3 separate regions of the Mus musculus genome follow, and all the other regions are linked to region 2. The links are chromatin contacts, called in public HiChIP or PLAC-seq and promoter capture Hi-C maps. All regions are on one chromosome and are shown on one strand. Each heading gives the region's core, a stretch centred on a gene start, on an enhancer-like site or on the middle of the called end of the contact. The rest is flanking DNA. Distances are from core to core; before and after follow the strand shown. Region 1 holds the start of Gdpd3 (glycerophosphodiester phosphodiesterase domain containing 3). Region 2 holds the start of Zfp689 (zinc finger protein 689). Region 3 holds the start of Tlcd3b (TLC domain containing 3B).

The links. Promoter capture Hi-C pulls out the DNA fragments that hold promoters and counts their contacts. HiChIP or PLAC-seq counts read pairs in DNA pulled down with a chosen protein or histone mark.
Region 1: a FOXA1 HiChIP or PLAC-seq map of pancreatic cancer cells shows a contact between it and region 2. The contact joins the promoter of Gdpd3 here to the promoter of Zfp689 in region 2. A contact is called at or near these places in 3 of 115 datasets of contacts at active chromatin or transcription factors (embryonic stem cells and pancreatic cancer cells).
Region 3: a contact with region 2 is called in a promoter capture Hi-C map of fetal liver, with 3 times the contacts expected there. The contact joins the promoter of Tlcd3b here to the promoter of Zfp689 in region 2. A contact is called at or near these places in 6 of 39 promoter capture datasets (fetal liver, hippocampal neurons, liver and 2 more), 1 of 115 datasets of contacts at active chromatin or transcription factors (microglia) and 3 of 9 other capture datasets (adipose tissue, liver and pancreatic islet).

The regions. Positions count from the first base shown.
Region 1 is chr7:126,764,451-126,767,800 of GRCm38.p6, reverse strand. Gdpd3 (glycerophosphodiester phosphodiesterase domain containing 3) reads right to left here and starts at 1,387. Exons shown (of 10, transcript NM_024228.2): 1 at 1,192-1,387; 2 at 857-899; 3 at 491-626; 4 at 365-410; 5 at 116-234; 6 at 1-38. The coding sequence starts at 1,330. Mapk3 (mitogen-activated protein kinase 3) reads right to left here. Exons shown (of 9, transcript NM_011952.2): 7 at 3,158-3,267; 8 at 2,924-3,078; 9 at 1,985-2,561. The coding sequence ends at 2,956.
Region 2 is chr7:127,447,692-127,451,016 of GRCm38.p6, reverse strand. It overlaps Zfp689 (zinc finger protein 689), which reads left to right and starts at 1,859. Exons shown (of 3, transcript NM_175163.3): 1 at 1,859-2,363; 2 at 2,541-2,654. The coding sequence starts at 2,159. B130055M24Rik (a long non-coding RNA gene) reads right to left here and starts at 2,627. Exons shown (of 2, transcript XR_869949.3): 1 at 1,446-2,627.
Region 3 is chr7:126,821,817-126,825,552 of GRCm38.p6, reverse strand. Tlcd3b (TLC domain containing 3B) reads right to left here and starts at 2,250. Exons shown (of 5, transcript NM_029978.1): 1 at 1,341-2,250; 2 at 459-542. The coding sequence starts at 1,465.

The DNA of each region.
Region 1 (3,350 bases), core at 138-2,637, 680 kb after region 2:
ATCTCATTCCGGTCAAAGCGCCTAGTCAGGTTGGCTACCTAGGATGGAGAGAAGTGGTATAAAGGAAACCAGGCCTTTCTGAGGCCTGCCCTCAGCTGCCGGGCTATAGTACTACCTTGTGAATGAGTTCTTCATTTCTTTCTTTGACCTCCAAGCACATGGGAGTCCTTGGAAATTTCTGGAATACATCCTCCAAACTAATCATGTGCCGGTCTGACCCGTGGGCAAAATGGCCTGGGCAGGGGTGAGGGGTGTCACAAAAACTGGGGTCAGAGTAGGATAAACAGGCTGGGGGTGGGGGCGTGTTAATGAGAGTATATAAGAAGATGGCTAGGCAGCTCAAGGGTGGCTACACGCATCCTACCTGGTGAGAAGTAAATTTCCAACTCTTCCTTGTAGAGGGGCAGCTCCTGTGGAGAGCAGAGAAGCATCATCAGGGTACACGCGTGAAAGTGATGCAGCTCTCAGTGTGAGGGGCTGCAAAACTCACCTCAAAGTCCAGGGTGTTCACATCCTTATTTAGGCCTGACTGGCGGGACAGGTTCTTGTCGTGTGACACTACCACCACGCCATCCCGGGTGAGCTGGCAGTCAAATTCCAAGAGATCTGCTCGCTGGGCCATGGAACTATGGGAGCAAAGGTTGGTGGGGGAAAAGGACACAGGAAGGACCAGGGCATGTAGTGGAGGGGAAATATTGGCACAGAATTTATGGTGGGACATGTGGCCAGTTCCACAGTTCCAAGGACTTCCAGATACCCAGTTTATGAAGCGAGTAAGTAGCACTCCTGGTTGTCCTGCAGAGCACAGCCCACAACCCCACAACCTCACATGGAACTTGATGGGGCTTGGACTCACTTCTCTACTGCTTCCATGGTGTTCTCCAGTCGCTCCCCAGACCCTGTGGAAAGCAGTTTGGGTGGATCCCCGGGACCTAGCTTGACCTTCCTGCTTACCTTTCTTCCTGACGGTCTCCCACTTGCTTTAGGCTTCCTCTCTTCCAATCAGTTGAACTGGCCTCTCCTTCCCTGCCACATGCCCTCTAGGCCCCAAGACTCTCCTTTCCTCGCTCTTTTTAACATTCAATCATGCCTTGCACCTTGAGGATGGGCTGCCCACCCTGACACCTGTCTTGTTAGGCTCACTCCACCCTACATGGATTCCAGCCCTTCCACCTCCCTGACTCAGCTCACCTCCACGGTGGGCAGCCAGGCGGATAGGGAAGACGGGAGCCCGCGGCGTGTGCAGCAGATGAGGTCGGCGCAGGAAGAAGATGGAGAGCATGACGTAACTGCCCAGGGTGGGCAGAACAAAGTACAGGAGAGGGATCATAGCCTCGCTCCACGGCAGGCTTCTGTCAAAAGCACAGCCTTCCCTGTCCCAAAGGGCTCTGATGCCCGGGGCCGAGCCTGCCTGCTCAGCCAGTGTAGGCTGGCTCCTCCACCGGGCAGCGCCACGCCCATGGACCTGCTGAGCCTGCTGGGTGCTGCTGGAACGTGGCCAGACTGCAGTATGGCCCAGAGCTGGGGCCAGGCACAGGAACTGAGGCAGGCAGCCCTGGGTTCCATGTCCAGAGACCTTTCACAGATCCCAGCACCCCCTTTTGTTCTTGACCATGTGGGGGGGGGGGTTAAGCAGCCCCACCCCCTAGTGTTTAGATCTTTCTGCCTCCCATAGGTGTTTGTGGACAGGATCTGTAACTTATTACACATTTGCCACTTCCCGGGAATTTGGGGGTGTGTAAGGTACCCCTGAGTCACCCCAACTCACTCCAAGCAGTTAAACAGGAAGTTGTTAGGGAAGACAGTGACTAAAGGGAAACTGACCCCTTCCCAGAGACTGACACTCCTTAGAACCCAACCTCATCCCTGGCCAGCTGGAGCCAAAGACTACCAGGGCCATGTAAAGCCACAGCTGGAGGCAGGGGGCAGTTGTGAGTGCGGTATGCTGGGGTCGCGTCGACATACACAGACAGAGGCAGGCTCATCCATATACACATCTCTATATTTATATATTAGATACAGGCACGGGGAGATGGGGAGGGGCACCGGCTCTCCACGGGCCCCACCCCCACATCCAATCACCCACACACAGAAGCAGCAAGGGCGTTACATGTGGCAGCTTGAGAGAGAGAGGGTTAGGCCTGGGCTCCTCAGGGAAACTAGCCCTTGAGACTTAGGAATGTTCTGTCAGGGAAAATGGGGTGGGGTTCCAACAAGATGAATAGGGCAGAGCCCTACTCAGTGCCCTCCACCCCTCCGTAGCACAGGTCCTAGGACGATCATAGCCCCTCCATTCCAGAACGGTCTACCAGAGCCGGGGCTAGCAAGGGTAGATAAAGACACAGCAGCAGAGATCAGCTCTGGGGCCACCTCATCACTCAGGCTATGGGGAGATGGGGCAGGGGATTGGAGTGGGAGAAGCCTGCTTGAAGCAGGAGACCCCAGCAAAGTGAGAGAAGGTGGCCAGGCCCACCCTTGGTCCAGCCTGGGCTGCCGGGGTCTGGGTTGAGCAAAGTTCACTTTCTAACAATCTGCAGAGAAGGAGCAGGTAGGAGCAGGACCTGAAGGAAGAAACGGACAGAAAGGAATGGTCAGCGGGGTGAGCCCTGACCCCAGCGTCTTTGAACTGTCAAGTTCTGTGGGTCTTGGCTTCCTTATCTGCAGCTAACAAGAGCAGCCACCAAGTGCTACTGTGATTATAGGCTCCTCTCAAAGCATCATGATATACTCTGGCAAGGCCTGGAGTGGCTGCTCATAAGGGGCGGATCTCTCATCCGGATGGGCTGGAGGATGCTCGCTCATACATGACCCTGGCCCTTTGTTGTTACCACATGTGGATATGCAGAGATGATGCAGCAGCACCCAGACTGGACAGCCTCTGACTGGGATGTGGCTGTGCGGGGGGGCCTTGGGAGGCACTCACCAGATCCAAAAGGACAGGGGTGTCTGTTCTTGTTAGGGGCCCTCTGGCGCCCCTGGCTGGAAGCGGGCTGTCTCCTGGAAGATCAACTCCTTCAGCCGCTCCTTGGGGAGGTCATCCAGCTCCATGTCGAAGGTGAATGGCTCCTCGGCCACTGGCTAGGGGGCAAAGACGGTGAGGCCCAGGCTGGGCACTTGGGATACTAGCCCCCCTCCCCGCCGCTGGTGACCGGCTCACCTCATCTGTCGGATCGTAGTACTGTTCCAGGTAAGGGTGAGCCAGCGCTTCCTCTACTGTGATGCGCTTGTTTGGGTTGAAGGTTAACATCCGGTCCAGCAGGTCAAGAGCTAAGGCAAGGCAGGGGGCAGCAGTCAGGAGGAAGGCTAAAGGAATCCCATGGACATCCCTTGTCCAGTGCCTGGGGGGGGTG
Region 2 (3,325 bases), core at 610-3,109:
TTGCTTGTCCTAGTCTGGGTTTATGGTGAAGTGATCCCTTAGGCAGTCTGTGAAATCAAAGTGTGTTAACATTTAAGGTTGCATTTCTGGGTGCTGGCAGTCACTGAGCATGAACCATGGACTGAATCTTTTAAAAAATATTTACTTCATGAATATGGGTGTTTTGTGTGACTGTATATCTGTGTACCACATGTGTACCTGCTGCTGCTGGAAGACACAGTGGCAGATTTCTTGGAATACAGTTACAGATGATTGTTAGCCACCATGTGAGTGCTAGAAACAGAATCTGGGTCCTCTGTAAGAACAAGTGCTCTTTTTTCTTATTTATTTATTTTATGTAAGTACACTGTAGCTGTTTTCAGACACACCAGAAGAGGGCATCTGATCTCATCACAGATGGTTGTGAGCCACCATATGGTTGCTGGGATTTGAACTCAGGACCTTTGGAAGAGCAATCAGTGCTCATAACTGCTGAGTCATCTCTCCAGCCCCAGAACAAGTGCTCTTAACCACTGAGCCACTTCTCCAGCTGGGGAGAAATTAGTCTTAAAGCGTTTTGCCCAACATAAGAGTTGCTAGAGCCACAAAGAAGACATTCCATGTTTGGATTTCATTCCTATGTCTAGTAACAGATTTTGAGGAAGCTGATCCAGATTTGTGGGGGTTTTATTGTTCATTTGTTTTTTGAGGCAGGCTGGTTTTGAGATAGCCCCGGATAGCCTGGAACTCACTTTGTAGACCAGGATGTCCTCAAACTCAAGAGATCTACCTGCCTTTTCCTCCCAAGTGCTGGGAATTAATGGTGCGTGCCACTGCACCCGGCTGTCTTATGATTTTTGTTGTAGTTCTCTATGGAGGGGGGAGTCCAGGACTCTAGACATAAAGTTTCAGACACCATCTACTCGAATAGTCCAGGTGCTTGGCTGGCTCTCAGCAGCGAAGGCACAGCCTCTCTGTGTGGCCTCTAGATGTGCGAATCCTATTTACCCTCTGTGCAGTCTTCCTTACCTGATAATTATTCAGAAAGGAGCAATAGGTTCGGCTTCATACCCAGTCCTGGGTATCTATTTTAAAAATACTTTTATAGAACTTTGGGCCCCATGCATGCTAGGCAAATGCCTGCCACTGGGCTATACACTCTTCATTTAAAAACAGGGTCTATGTTGCCCATGCACTCCTGACACACGTTGACACAGCTGCACTATTTCGGAAAGCAACGGTACAGGGGTGATTTCCCTGCTTCATTATAAATGAAAGGATCAACTAGCCATCTGTCTTTTGTTCCCCCTGGTAGCCTAAATGTGCATTCCACTGTACAAAGAAAGGGTAAGCCCAAAGCTATTGGTCTCACCTCTAAACAAGCGAACTTCCTTGGTACTCAGGTAGGCCATTCACTTCTATAGACTACTTAGGAGCTGCCCAAGGTACAAGACCAGTCAACTTACCATTCTAGTCATTCAATTTTACCAGACGCGCCTTTTGTGCACCAGATCCTTACCACCGCTCCCTTCTCATCTAGTACTTTTCAGAATTCCTGGCTGTGACACCTTTATGATCGTAGGATGTAGCTGTTCAAAAATCCATGTTGTCACTGTGTGACTTTCCCTTTGGAAGACCTGTAGAAACGTCTTCTCCAAGTAGGGCAAACAAGCGTTGGAGAACACAAGAAAAGCCTCCCATTCATAAGACTTCTCACAACCGGCTTAGAGACACAGGATCCACCTTCTTGCCCTTAAGAATCCGTTGGCTTCATTCAAATGGGCCGCCTTCATTGATGACCAATCAGAACGCCCGATCTTCAGCTACCAACCAATAAACGAATGCAATAGATAGGAGGAAAGTAGGCAAGAAGCCATCTCGCAGCGCCATTACACTTTAGGGCAAGGAGGTTAAGAAGTCGGCATGGCGTTCGGGTCAATAAAATCGATAGCTGGAACCTGCCTGTGTTCTAGGCAGCGGTGGTGCAGGAGCAGCGCCGCCATCTTCCCCGAAGGCATCTTCCGGTGCCTCTCACCCAAGTTCCAGCGGGAGTTCCCTGAATAACGGTCTGTGTCGGGCCGCCCGGCCCCTCAGGCAGCCGATTCAGATTTCCTCCGGGCCTTCCCGACGGAGCTTCTAGGTCTCCGGGTCCCCGTGGCAAGGCCGGGGAGCAGGTCCGATGGCGCCACCTTCGGCTCCGCTTCTCCTGCGGGCAGTCGGAGAGGCTGGACCTACTCGGAAAAGGGGCAGGAGGCCAAGGGCCTTGAAGTTCGTGGACGTGGCCGTGTACTTCTCCTCGGAGGAGTGGGGGTGTCTGCAGCCCGCTCAGAGGACTCTGTACCGGGATGTGATGCGCGAGACCTACGGCCTCCTGGGCGCGCTCGGTGAGGCCCGGCCCAATCTGCTTACGCGGGGCCTAAGGGATGATGGAGCTTGAGGGCGGGGTAGAGTGGGGGCAGGGAGCCTAGGGTCCTGACCTGCGATCGGCTTGTTAGGGGTTGGCGTTTATTTTTTAGCATCCTTTCTTCGGGCCAGCTCTCTGACTGGTTCTCCTTCCCCAGGATGCGCAGGTCCCAAACCAGCTCTCATCTCCTGGTTGGAACGAAATACCGATGACTGGGAACCAGCAGCCCTAGATCCGCAGGAGTACCGGAGATGGGTAACATTCCAGAGAAGTGAGTGAAAAATACCCACGAAAACCATACTGCCTTCCTGAGTAATGCCCTAAACTGTCGACCCAATCTAAATTTGTCGTCTGATGAGAGTTAACCAGGTTGCTTGTACTGTGGGCATACGAACTACAAACGGTACTTCATTGACATAAGTGAATTACTGAGCTTTGAAAAAGATAACTACTGCTTTCCAGGATCCGGGACTTAGCTTCCATTGAACTTCTCCAATTCCCATCGGTCCTGGGAAGACTAGAAAGAGTCCTTAACCACTGAGACATCTCTCTCTAGCCCCTGGTTCACTCTTGACTTTAAAAAAGAAAAAGCCCCATTGATTGGAATGTTCATCTAGGCTTGTGAACTACTGGATGAAATACAGTCCAAGGTTTTTTTGTTTTTTTTTTTTACAACTCTCTCAAAGTGCTCCTAGACCAACAGCTGCATATTTGGGAGTTGTCTTGGTCAGAGGTTTCTATGCTGTGATAAACACCATGAACAAAAGTGGCTTGGGGAGAAGAGGGTTTATTTCATTGATATTTTCATGTAAACATCCATCATCAAAGCAGGGCAGGGCAGGAACATCAAGGCAGGAACTGAAGCAGAAAGCCACAAGGAAGGCTGCCTCCTGCTTGCTCTCCTACTTTCTTACACACTCAGGAACATCTGCCTAGGGATAG
Region 3 (3,736 bases), core at 1,001-3,500, 630 kb after region 2:
TTTTTGGCCTCTTCACCCCCAACCCCCACGGCCTGACCCTCTGTGGCCTTGCTGTGTCATCCCTTTCTCTTCTGCCCTGGACCCGTGCTGAGGCTCGTCATGGATTCCAGAAGGAGTGGAGGGGTGAGCCGACATGGTGAGGAGACAGTAAGGGGCTGGATAGGAACAGAGTAGGAGCGATGCAAGAGTTGGAGAAGACATGGCTGGCGTTCAGAACCTAAGACAAGAGCCAGGAAGCTGACCAGGAACTGCTCTGAGGATTTCCTTTGATCTCCTACCCCTGCTTCCTTGCTCCTGACCTTTAAGACAGGACAGGATAAATTTATCCTTGGTATTGAGTTGCAGCAATCACATGAACTTTCTTGATCCCGAGTTTAGGGACCACTACAGATCTGGGGGATCCCAGGTCCCACATACAGACCGCTGGGACCTGGGCGGGGTGGTCCTGAGGCACTCACTGGTCATCTATGATGTGCTTGCAGGAAGTGGAGACTATGTAGCCAGCTGTGGAGGCCATGATGGCTTGGACAGAGGACACCAACCTAGGAAGACAGAGGAAGGAGTGACAATCAGGTGTGCGTCTCCCGTCTCTGTGTTGTGGAAACCCTACCCCTCAGGATTCCACATCAGCCTCCACCTAAGCCAGGCTTTCCCACCATCACTTTCAGCCAAGCTGCGCTTAGCTTCCATCCTCAGTTCCCGCCTCTCCCAGCCTTCTTCATTCCTAGTTTGTGCCAGTGGAATCATCTTCTTCCCAGGACACCAGGGAGGCGTCCTGAGGTGAGCCAGTGCCTAACAGTGAGCTCTCTCTCCCTGGGGAGGGAGGGAAGGGACCCATGAGGGCTAAGGGAGTCCCAGTTGTCCCTGCACCCAGACACCATGAGGCTCATACTTAGAGTCACTGGCCCCAGTGACCCCAGCCCCCCCCCCCCCCACACACACACTTTCCCACTATTTTCCTGATTCTTACCATGGCCCTCTTCCTGGCGGCCCTATTCTAGAGATATACAAGTTTCACTGTCTACTTTTCTACACCTTGACCCCCAAACACTAGCCCTGAAAAACACAGTCTTGCCCCTTGGCTTGCTCCTGGGTGTCTTGTGGGACTGTTTAGTCACATGCTGCCCTGCTTTAGAGGGAGGATAGGAAGGTGCTAAGGGAAGCAAGCTCAAGCTCAATAGTAGTCCAGATGGCTGGGTTTCAATGAGGTCCAAGGAGGGAAGGAAGCTTGGATGTAACCTACCCACCACTACTGAGCCCAGGGGCGTGCTGGGGTCCCTTCCCCATGAAGCCTGTTGGAGAGAGAGGGGCTGAACTCTCGGGGAAGGCATGCCATTTACCTGGCGGAGACAATGACTGCGTCGGCCTCCTCCCAGCGCAGCTGGGGCAGCCTCTGGAGCGTGTTCTTGGATAGGAGGAAGAGTCCGGGGAACACCACCCCCCCAGCCACCATTGGGGTAAGCATGGTGACTTGAACCCGGGCAGGGAGACCAGAGGGTCCAGAAGGGACAGGAAGGCCAAATTGAGGGAGGGAGTTGGAGGTGAAGAAGGGATTGCCAAGCCAGAAAGGGAGAGAGAAAGAGGGAGGGGGAGGCACAAAGGGGCCAGGGCGGGGACAGGATGGGACAAGAGGACCAGTTCAGGGCAAGGGAGAAAGGGACTTCAATGAGATTGGGGACACAGAAAGAAAGGGCTAGCTAGGTGGCGGGGGGGGGGGGGGGACGACAGAGCGCTGGTGAGAGGATGGGGAGAGACTACCAAGGGAGGACTTGATGAGAGGACCAAGAGGGAGAGGGGACAGGAGGAGGAAGATGCAGTGGGGGAGGGGAGGGAGAACCGCGGCAGGTGGGGGGGGGGCTTACGTGGAGAGGCTGGGAGGGCCCAAGGAGGCGGGGTGGGGGACGGTGGTGCCAGCCCTGAAAAAAGGGAGGGAGGAAAGGACGGAGCGGAGCGGAGCGGAGGCGCAGCTGGGCAAGCGGTCACCAGTCAACACCGCTCTCCCGCCACCACAGGCTACCACCTCCTCCTGCTGCTGCCGCTAGAGCCCCGCTGCCCTGTGCAGACACCGCACATGGCATTATAGAGTTGGTGCCCAGCCCCCTGCCCCCTCTGTGAGGAGGGGGAGGGGGAGGGGAAGCCACCAGCTTGGGGAGGGTGGGAGAGGGGGAGGGAAATGATGGCACCGACCAGACACCAAGAAACCGGACCTGCAGCAGCGTTGTCTCCCATGCAGCTCTGAGCCACAGCAGCGGCTGCGACAGAGATGGGGGGGGACAAGGAAAGAGGGAGGGGGAGGCCCTTAAAGAGACAGGAGCTGCAGTGCAGGGGGCTGCTGGGGACAAGGGCTTAGGGAAAGGATGGCTCTTCTCTTAAACCCCCCCCCCCCCCCGGACACCTCCACCTAGCAGGAGTACTGAGCCGCCTTTCCTGTCAGCACTTTAAAAATGTCTGGCATTTCCTTCTGCTGGTGCTTATAAACATAAATGGGTGTCCCTCAGTGGCCTGCAGGGATCTCAGCTTAGGGGTGCTCACTCCAGCCAAGAAGATTTCCTGAAGAAAGCAGCCTGAGTAGATGGTGTGTTCCCTGAAGGCACAGATAGGAACAAGCCATTTCACGGTGTCCTTCAGACCCACAGCCCCCTCCACCCCGCCCGTCCGCCTCTCCAGTCAGAGGGAGTGGAAACTACATCAGTCACCTCGCTTGCACTCCGACTCGCACCACAACGAGTCACTCCCTCAGGAGTGTGGCTCACTATTGTGACAGCCCAGGGGGAAATCTATGCTCCTATGCTCTTCAGAGGTCAGGGGATAGCCCTGAGGTGGGAGCCAAGGTTCCCCAAGATCAGAAAGTTAAGATGTGACAGGAACAGAGCTAAGTGGGAAGAGATGGCTGGCTGTCAGAGCCCTCCAGCATGGCTTTGATGGCTAGCACCAGGGCACTGGGAGACAGGAAGCAGTCATGTAGACCTGGTGGCACTCCAGGAGCAGGAGGATCACTCCTGGTAGCCAGCTTGGGCGACAGAGGAAGTGCTCGCCTGGGAGAGAGGGTTAGAAGGTGGGCTTGAAGAGCAGAGGGTGCTTGCTGCCTGGAAAACCCAGTGGAGTTATGGAAGCCGGGGCCCCTCCCTCAGGCCAATGGCCTCCTGGAGTCCCCTTTTCCTTGTTGCCTTGGTTCCCTGTCCTCGGCCACTCCTCAGAACAGTCCTGCTTACACAGAAGAGCCTGGTGGCTGGCTGACTCAACTTCCTCCTTTAATCCAAGGGGAAGAGCAGCCCCGTGCTTTGGCCAGGGTAATTTAGGCCTAGCACACAACTACTAATGCTCACTCTCACATGGCCTCTTAGAGCCTGGCCTTTCCCAAACCCATCTGTCCTTCAGACTTGTATATCATGGGGACTGACACCTCACTGTAGCTTGAGTTTCTCACTGACCCTGAGATGAGCCTACTTATCTACTGACAACTGACCTTTCCAGCCCACAGCCTACTCCCTCTGCGCCCTAGAGGAAGGGGCCAATTCGCTATTTTGTGCTGCCCTCTAGTGGCAGTCTGTGGGAGTGGCTGAGGGAAGTCTTGACACCCGCAGGAGTTGGGGCTACTATTAGAGACCTTCGTAGACCTGGAAACCACAGGGGAAGAGGTCCACTTTCCCAGGTCTTACTACAGACTGAGCATGGTTTATGTCAATGCTTCTTAAGTCTTCTAGGGGTTGAGGAAGGAGAAACCAAGGCTTAGAGG